2 separate regions of the Mus musculus genome follow, and region 1 is linked to region 2. The links are chromatin contacts, called in public Hi-C maps. All regions are on one chromosome and are shown on one strand. The core of a region is the stretch at or near the end of the contact, and the rest is flanking DNA. Distances in the headings are between cores, read along the strand shown. Region 1 overlaps Tph2 (tryptophan hydroxylase 2). Region 2 has its middle 90 kb from the start of Gm31058.

What was found. Hi-C and Micro-C count contacts between places; a contact is called where the count stands out from the background.
Region 1: a contact with region 2 is called in a Hi-C map of the N1E-115 cell line, with 4 times the contacts expected there. The contact joins two enhancer-like sites. A contact is called at or near these places in 2 of 484 Hi-C or Micro-C datasets (the N1E-115 cell line and cortical neurons) and 1 of 9 other capture datasets (embryonic stem cells).

The regions. Positions count from the first base shown.
Region 1 is chr10:115,097,857-115,102,605 of GRCm38.p6, forward strand. The region is part of intron 8 of Tph2 (tryptophan hydroxylase 2); the gene reads right to left. Among named protein-coding and RNA genes, the nearest start is that of Tph2, 85 kb to the right of the region's middle. Within about 2 kb of position 2,200, at least 13 of the 459 cell types and tissues checked have an H3K27ac peak or open chromatin away from gene starts, as enhancers often do. A contact at or near this core is called in the N1E-115 cell line, where this site is marked.
Region 2 is chr10:114,199,384-114,203,906 of GRCm38.p6, forward strand. No RefSeq gene overlaps it. Among named protein-coding and RNA genes, the nearest start is that of Gm31058, 90 kb to the left of the region's middle. Within about 2 kb of position 2,713, at least 9 of the 459 cell types and tissues checked have an H3K27ac peak or open chromatin away from gene starts, as enhancers often do. A contact at or near this core is called in the N1E-115 cell line, where this site is marked.

The DNA of each region.
Region 1 (4,749 bases), core at 950-3,449, 900 kb after region 2:
CCAACCATCGGACTGAGCTCGGGGGTCCCCGATGGAGGAGATGGAGAAGGGACTGAAGGAGCTGAGGGGGTTTGCAGCCCCATGTGGGGAGCAACAGAGTCAACAGGCCAGGCACCCCGAAGCTTACTGGGGACTGGACCACCAACCAAAGAATACACATGGAGAGACTCATGGCACTGGCCACAGATGTGGCAGAGGATGGTCTTGTTGGACATCAATGGGAGGAGAGGTCCTCGGGCCTGAGGGTGTTCAATGCCCCAGTATAGGGGAATGCAAGATGGGAGGATGGGAGTGGGTGGGTGGGTGGGGGAGTACCCTCATAGAGGCAGGGAGAGAGGGGATGGAATAGGGGGTTTCTGAAGAGGGGACCTGGAAAGGGGAAAACACTTGAAATGTAAATAAAGAAAATATCCAGGAAAAAAAAAAAAGGAAGAGTCAAGTCCACCAATGTGAAATCATGCCAACATAATACAGAATGGTTTCATGTGATGATAGGAAAAGGTCTCTCTGTGGGGCCCAAGTGAGGGTGCTCCAATCCCACTTGGGAAGGAGAAGAAAACAATCACAGGAGTCAGAGGGAGAGACCTGGGTGGGAGAGGGGAGGTGAAAGGGAAAGGGAAAACATGATCAGGTATGGGGCGAGGGGTACAGAGAGACAGGACAGAAGCCCTGAGGGCCAGCAGAATGGAAATATGCAACCTCGAGGGGGGGGGGGCCTCTAAAATGCACCAGAGACCTGGGAGATGAGAAACTCTCAGGACTCAAATGGAGAGATCTTAGATGAAATGCCCAATAGTGAGGAGAGAGACCCCCAGTAGAAAGTCAGGGCATCAAGTGGAGGGATGGGGTTGCCACCCCACAGTCAAAAACTCTGCCCCAGAATTGTTCTTGTCTAAAAGAACTACAGGGACAAAAATGGAGAAGAGACTGAGGGAAAGACGGTCCAGTGACCTACCCAAATCAGGATCCATCTCATGGGAAGGCTCCAAGGCCTGACACTATTACTGATGCTATGGTGTGCTTACAGACAGAAGCCTAGCATGTCTGCCCTCTGAGAGGCCCAACAATCAGCTCGCTGAGACAGACACAGATGCTTAACACCCAACCATTAGACTGAAGTTGGGGTCCCCAGGGGTTGAATTAGGGAAAGGCTGGAAGAAGCTGAAGAGGAGGGCAACCCCATAGGAAGACCAGGAGTCTCAACCAAACTGAACCCCTGAAATCTCTCTCGGATACTGAGCCACCAACCAGACAGCATACACCAGCCGATATGAGGCCCCAGACACATATACAGCAGAGGATGCCTGGTCTGACCTCAGTGGGAAAAGATGCACCCAACCCTGGAGAGACTCGAGGCCCCAGGGAGTGGGGAGGCCTTGGGGGAGCGGGGAGCATTCTCTTTGAGACATGGGTACTGTTACCTTTCAAAAAAACAAAAAAACAAAAAACAAAAAAAAAAGAAAAAAGAAAAACAACTACAAAAAAAAACCCTTTCTTTCATAGTAGTAGAGTATATTTTTGCTTAATAATCATACACATTCTCTCACATCTAGAATTCTATTATCCACTTACCCAGGCAAGAGGAAGTTCACGACAGAAAGCTGGAACGAGCCTGACTGAAACTGTGATCTAAGTTCCGTGCGCTAAGTTCTGTGTCCCTTGCTTATAGGAGACTCCTTCACTCACTTATTCCAGTCCTCGGTGTCTTACCTTCTACACAGCTCTAAGCAAGCTTAGTTACAGGGCTCCTAAACCCGTCCAACATAAGAGAACAAGAAGAACACACAAGAAGAAGAGCCAGAAATGCCAAAAGCACAGAAGCACGGTATTCAGCAATTGAATAGCAAGGTGCTTCCAAACGCAGGGTTATCACTAGACAGTAGAACTTACCTCAAGCTTCAAAGCATTGACTGGCAGCCTAGCCAGGCTTAACAAAGCATTCTTACACAAGTTTGTTTTCCTACCTGCCACTGAAGCAGACTTTATTGAAGTTATTGACTGCATGGTTTGTGTCAGAAAACTGGGACCCGAAATTCTGGAACTATTAAATCATGAAACGAACTTGAGTTTCCAACCTCAGATCCAGCAGCGCCTTTTCTTATTAGTGATGGAGCTTCCACGTGCAGAGTTATTGTGACCTACCATGATGGCGAGACAGAGCCTAGTGTTGTGGATGGCTCTGTGCTGCTTGCATTTTATGTTAATTCTGCTCTCCCGGGAGAGGTTGTCTGGAATGAGGAATGAGTCACATGATATGGTGGCTTCCTGTAAATTAATCCCCTAATGAATAAAGGAGCCAGTCGCTGGGTGAGTAGGCGGGACTTCTGGGTTGGACAGAGGAAGAGAGGAAGCAGAAGAGAGTTAGAGAGAAAGGTACGGTGGCAAAGTGTGGGTTTGCCAGATGTGCACCACAAAGGTCATGGGGGATTTGATGCACAGGGCTGGCATGGTAATGACCTGCAGTAAGAACTTAGTGAGCTGGGTGGAGAGATTGTGCAATTCTGAGTCAGTCTCCACGAGATAAAAATAGGTCAGCCATTGCCTGCCAATGCATGGCCAGTCAGGCTGCCAGGGCAGAGAGTTAGAGGCATAACCATGGGAATGGGCCAGTTCTGTTTTTTAATATTTCTTGCAACAGCCTAGTGCTGAAATAGTTCCACAAGCATAAGGGGCTATTATCCCTAACTCCTTGAGAGCCATTATAAGCCCATCCTCTGCAATCCACTGTGGATTCTGTCTCCACCACCACCACCATTTTTTTTCTTTATGATCTAACAGATCAAGGCTTGGTGCCTAAAGAAGATGGGTGCTCCAGGATGGGACAGGAAGAACATCCAACAAGTATCTGCCCCTTGGTTGTCCCTGTCGTAGCCAAAGGATAAGGCTCAGAAAGAAGGACTGCTTCTGAAAGATGGTCCAATACCAGCAATCTGTCATCTGATCAGTATAGAGACACACAAAGGGGCTCACTACCCCTTTCAGAGTATTTGCTGAATTGTTTCTGCTTTCTTCAGGAGATTGCTTTGCAAGGTTGTTGAGAAGGAGACACCCAAGTCCCCCTCCCATACACCTTTACGCTCCCACCACCACCCTTATCCCACCCCCTACCCCAGCACCCACCCCTGGCTAGTTTGAATTTTAGCATCATCAAGACTTCAGTTCTCAAACAGGGCATGCTTTCCTGCCTTTAGCCAAAATTCCTTAAGCTTGACTAAATCGCAATTGATAATGGGCTGGCAGTAAGAAGGATGGCTGGTAGTGGAGCAGAACACTTTAGAATAGAAATATTAGCACAGTAAAAATAAATATTAGAAACAAAGGTGAGACTAATGGTTGTGTTATTTAAACCACACAGGTCTCCCTACCCTGGTAACACCATATCACCTCCTCCCTGACACACACACACACACACACGCACACACGCACACGCACACACACACACACACACACACACACATTTCTGTTGTCATTTCTTTAAACCCTTCGGACTCTTAATTACTCCTAAGAGTCGTACACAAAGCAATGGCTGCCCAGGGCTGCCATCTTCTCAGCAAAGGTTCCTGAGGAGGGAAATTCCCTGCAGGAGTCTGGTTTGTTGAAAGAAAGGAATTTTGCATGGTTTGTTGGTTTGCTCCGAGTCTGTTGGTTTAGCTCTATAAAATGAAAGTGTGGAAGTAATAGACGCAGTATCAGACTTGGTCCAGTATTCTGACTCCCAAGTAAAACTCTCTAAGTAAAATCTGCTAGATCTCTAAATAAAACACACCAGCCAGTCACAATTTAGACCAAACTTGTAATTTGGGGAGGTGGCGTGGGGATGTGGCTCAGATACAGAGCATTTGCCTAATATGCACAAGTGCATGGGTTCGATTCCAGCATCAAACCTAAAAGTGCGTGTGTGTATGGGGAGTGTGGGGTATATGTGTATGTGTGTGTGTTAAATTCTACTATACTGCTCTTCAGTTAAAATTTGGGGGAAGAGATTTCTCTGTTCTCGAGGATGGAATAATATGGATCAGGAAAGAAAACTAACAATAATGATTTTAAACCATCCTGGATGTGATTTCCTCCCCCCACCACCAAGCTTCTCACTCTAGTTTAAATTTATGGTGCTGGAAGAATTTGAAGCCCTTGTTGGACTTTGAAGAATTAGTGGGTTCCTAGATGAGCTTTAAGAAAAGAAGTTACTGGAAAGAGTGACACATTTCTTCCTGCAGAACCTTGAGACGTGAGGTATCAGGAGAAGGGAGTACAAGGACCCACAGTTACATCACAGGAAGGTGAGTTACAAAATGGCCAGATCATTCTGCAGGGATTTGCACTGGGGTGCGAGGATACTCAAGGGCAGACCACCCTCTCAGAAGTGGAGGGGGGCAGAACCCTTATGAGGGGGGACTTGGAGGGGGCAGCATTTGGGATGTAAATATCTAAATAGATGTTTTTAAAATGGGCCAGATCCCAAGCCCAACTACAACCACAAAACCTGCAGTTTGGGGAGTGGGAGTAACTCGGCGTAGAGTGTTTGCCCAACATTCACAAAGCCCTGCATTTTGATCCCTGGTTCCACATACACCAGGCATGATAATGCACACCTGTCGTGCTAATGATGAGGGAGTAGAGGCAGATGGGTCACAGGTTCAAGGCCTGCCTTGGCTACATAGCTACATAGTGAGTTCAAGGCCATCCTAGAATACGTGAGACTTTGTCTCAGAGAGAGAGAGGAGAGAGTTACAGAGAGGAGGAAAGGGA
Region 2 (4,523 bases), core at 1,463-3,962:
GTGGGATGTGGAGCAGTCGAAAGGTAGATGGGGGGGGTGGAATATGGAGTATAAAAAAATAAATTAATTTTAAAAAAGATTGTTCTTCATAAATTTGATAAAGAATCTATAACTTTACTATTCAGCCTGGTAAATTATAACTTAAACCCTTACATCTAAAGTAATACAAAGAAAATACAATCTTGTATTCCCAGAGTCCATCTGTAATAGCAGTAGTACCAACCACATGCTACCCCATAGCTATGGAGGTAGGCAGAGGTAAATACCTGGGGCTCACTGGCAAGTCTGGTGACTTTAATTGGCAAGCTACAGGTCAGAAAAAGACATTGTCTTAAAAAACAGAAAGGTAAGGTAGACAGAACCTGAGGAACAATATCCCAGGCTAGACTATCTTTAATGTCTATGTGCAGTTCCCCATATAAGGACATGTTCTCACAGTCACAGAGAAATAAATAGCTCAGAGAATCAAATAGAAAGGCAATGCAAAGAAATTCCCAAAAGAAAAAAATAATATAACATTTAAGGAGTAAGGCAAAATTTGGGGGAAATCTATTAAATTCATAAACACCCTTTTGAGACTGAATCTAATCATGATTGTACAGAGAAAGTCCAAATGAAGTAAATAGTTCTATTACATCACATTTTTAAATGTCTTTTAAAACAGACAACACTATCTTAATAATTCTTTATTCATCCCCTATATAGCATAGTAAAAATTAAGTCATGCTGGTAACTATGCAGTAAGATGGACTGCTCATTTCAAGGAAGTCAAATGCAATTTTTTTCAGCTCCGTAAAAAAAAAAAAAAGAAAAAGAAAAAGAAAAAGAAAAAAGAAAGAAAAGAAAAAAGAAAAAAAGAAAAAAAGAAAATTTACTCCCTCAATTACATGATTTCTGTTAATCATTTACCTTCATTAAATTATCTCCTCAAGAAAGAGAGGACTCCCTGGGAGTTGCTGCCCTAAAAGGTTGATTCTCAGATTGCAAGAGAAGACTGAACATGGGAAAGCAAAAATGTGTTAATTAAGTTGCAAATTAGTCAAGATCCATAGCCCAAGGTGGGACACTCACCAACGTCCATATCACGTGTCCTTCCTGTGCCTTGAAGAGAGTGACTAGCATTTAACAGCACAGATGATTTATGCAACTTACGTTTATATCCAAGCATTTAGTAAATATCTATTTGGAATTGACAGTATCTAGGAGGGATGCATTGAAGATGTCGTACCAGGCAAAGCATGGACACCATCATCAGGCTCACTATCTGGTCAGAGGTATAGAATATAAAATGTTATGCAAGGGAACTGCAGGCCATGTTTGTTACAGTTAAAAAAAATTGCACTATTTATTAAGGTATTTGGTTGACAACGTTGCTTTGCAGTCAGGAACTTGCAAGAATCGAATATAGACAGGAGGGGAGTCTCAGAGAAGGCATTTCTGGCAGGGAGAAAAAGCAGGTGTAGGCTGGGGTGACAGCAGAGTTGTAGAGAGTGCTTGCTGAGCTCTTCAATCCCCAGCACAAAGAGAAAAAGAAGAAAGAGGCTGAAGATAAATCTTACTTGGTGGAAGAGCACTTGCCTAGAGTGCACCAGCCTTGGGGGCTTGATCCCCAGTCTGCATGAAACTGCGGTGGCCCCATACAACCTTGCAATCATGAAGGAGAGAGAGGAGGCCCATCCCTGGCATTATAGCAAGTGCAAGGACAGACTTTGGAAACACTGAATCCTTGTTGGGACAACAAAAAGACAGACAGAAACAGGTGCAAAGCTAAACTCACAATGGCTGTGGTGCTCAAAGAATCAGCCTAAGGTCAGGGATTAGCTCGAGGGATATTCAGGAGGGATGTGGCAAGGGAGACTGAAGAGCAGAGAGCTTCTTACTTCTCAGCCTTTTTTTTTTTTTTTTTTCACTTTCTGCCAAGTGGTTCTAAGAAGAATCTTGCCTGGAAGTATTCCAGGAAATAACTTCTTACAATGCACATAACAAAACCCACAGCCATGGAGCAAGTACTCAATAAATGCTGTCTTTTATCTTTATTATTATTATTATTATTAATTTATTACAAATGTTGCCCCCTCCTCCCAGTTCCTGCTCCCAGAGTTCTTTCCTCCATCCTCCTTCCCCTTCATCTCCAAAAGGGTGCTCCCGCCCTGGGCAGTAGATATATGGAACTGGAAATGCTGTATTTTTTATTGGTATTCCGTAGAAACGATGATTATTTGACATGGTTTGACACTGATTTTATGACAACAATTTTAGGACTTGAAACTCCTGCCTGCTTCATAGTTTTGCCTACATGGAGAATACTCCAGTTTGGGTGATCTGAGTAAAGACAGGGAGAATTCAGAGCCTAAATACACTGCTTCCTAATTTGGCCACTAGGAGCCTAAATAATGTTGAGTCCTCCTAAGAGAAACAGTTCTGTTTTGCAAACTGTCCTTGCCAAATGGTTGTGCTGGGGAGACTCTCAGCCAGAGAAGATTCCCTATGGATGTTTCACACAGGGAAGCGGCCCAAGGAAAACTGGCAAAAATTCTGGCAGCTGTGTCTTCCTCTGTCAACCAAGAGGATACACTGTTCTCAGTACCATCACCGGTGTGCTCATTTTAAATAATGAGGTTAAGCCTCTGTATTTACTTTCACCTCACAACTGCAGGACTGAGGTGTGGAGAGATGAGAACAAACCTGGTTTTGAACCAAGAAAATGTAGGATCTGGAGGCAGGCTGCCTACAATCAGCTATCTTTACACTGCCTGAACCTTTGGGCCTTGCTTTCTTCAAGGAGCTAGACGGAAATAACTGTAAATACTCTTTTGAGTACAAGGTGTGGGAAGCCGCCCCCACATTCGCCGTCACAAGATGGCGCTGACAGCTGTGTTCTAAGTGGTAAACAAATAATCTGCGCATGTGCTAAGGGTATTTCTCCACCCCATGTACTCTGCCTTCCCCGTGGCAACAACTCGGCCATGGGCTGCAGCCAATCAGGGAGTGATACGTCCTAGGCGAAGGATAACTCTCCTTAAGAGGGAAGGGGTTTCGCTTTCATTTTTGGGGCTTTGGGGGCTTGCTCTCTTGCTCCAAAAGATGTAAACAATAGAGCTCTCGCTCTGGCGCTCTGGCGCTCTGGCTCCTAAAGATGTAAACAATAGAGCGCGCTCTGGCGCTCTGGCGCTCTGGCTCCTAAAGATGTAAGCAAAGGGGGGTTTGAGTTTTGCACTCTTGCTCCTAAAGATGTAAACAATAAAGTTTTGCCGCAGAAGATTCTGGTTTGTTGTGTCTTTCCTGGCCGGTCGTGAGAACGCGTGTAAGACAAGGATCATGCAATTATAAATAAATAACAGAATGGGAAAAATTGATAGAACATTTGAGGGAGATATTTAATGGGTTCACAAATTAACAACAGGTGTGTGATATATGAACAGAGCTACTGCTGATGCACACAGCTTATGTATAGGAACTGAGAGGCAGAAGGGATGGAGGAAGACAGCCAGGCTCTGAATGCCCCCACAGGAAGATAACCTGAGGACACTGGCATCTATTAATGTGAGTAAGTTCTCAGTTTGACATCATTTTATAGAAAGAGAAAATAATAAACATGAACAACACCGACGGTTTCAAAAACAAAAGGAAAAAGAAAGTCAACAACAGTCTAGATGGACATTCTGGAAATAACTGTTAAGGTCTTTTCCTGCTGTTTCTTTTTAAAGTGCCTTGCTGAGGCACACAGCCAGGCAAGTTTCTGAATTAGTACAATACCTCCCTCCTCCCCTTAAGCAGGACATCTGCAGTGGTGTTTATGCTGGAGAGTCCTGTCTTTATCCCTAGGGTCACCGGTCTCTTTATTTCACATGCTAAAGGACTGAAGGGCCTTTCAGTCCATGTCCCCTAGCGACTTTCCATCCTGTCATCTTAGAAGTAGCCTGTGCTACATTATAGAAAAGCAGCCTCATGAGAGTGCTGAGATGGCTGAGAAAAGGGAGAGAGTTGGCTCTCCTCGAAAGAGGCAGACTATGGTCCAGAAAATGGTGACTTTCAGAATTTTCCTAATGAGCCCACACTGGCTACGTGAGCTTTCACAAAAGAACAGCTTTCCTGCTCCATGCTTCGCTGATAATACAGTCAAATGGATCAATTAGTGCAGGATAATTGAAATGATCATAAATTAATTACACCTGTTTTAACCCAAAACAAAATAAAAATACTTTAATATACTAGCCATTAAAATATCATTGTTCATAGAAAACATCTTCATTTAAAAAATGAGAGTGGGTCACTCGTAGACAAAGGTAACAGGTAATTTATTCATTAGACTCATTCCTACATCTGGATATACAGCCCTTTTGTCTCCTGTGATTGTGTTTTTAGGGCGAATCATTGAGAGAGAGTAACTTACATTGATTGTTTACTGGTAGAATGCTAACTTAAACATGTCTTATTTGCTCTACCACAAAGAGCTACAGCACCCGTGCCTGCTTCTGCTGGCATCTGAGTACCCTCCCTTCCTGCCTAGGATTTAAGAGCCA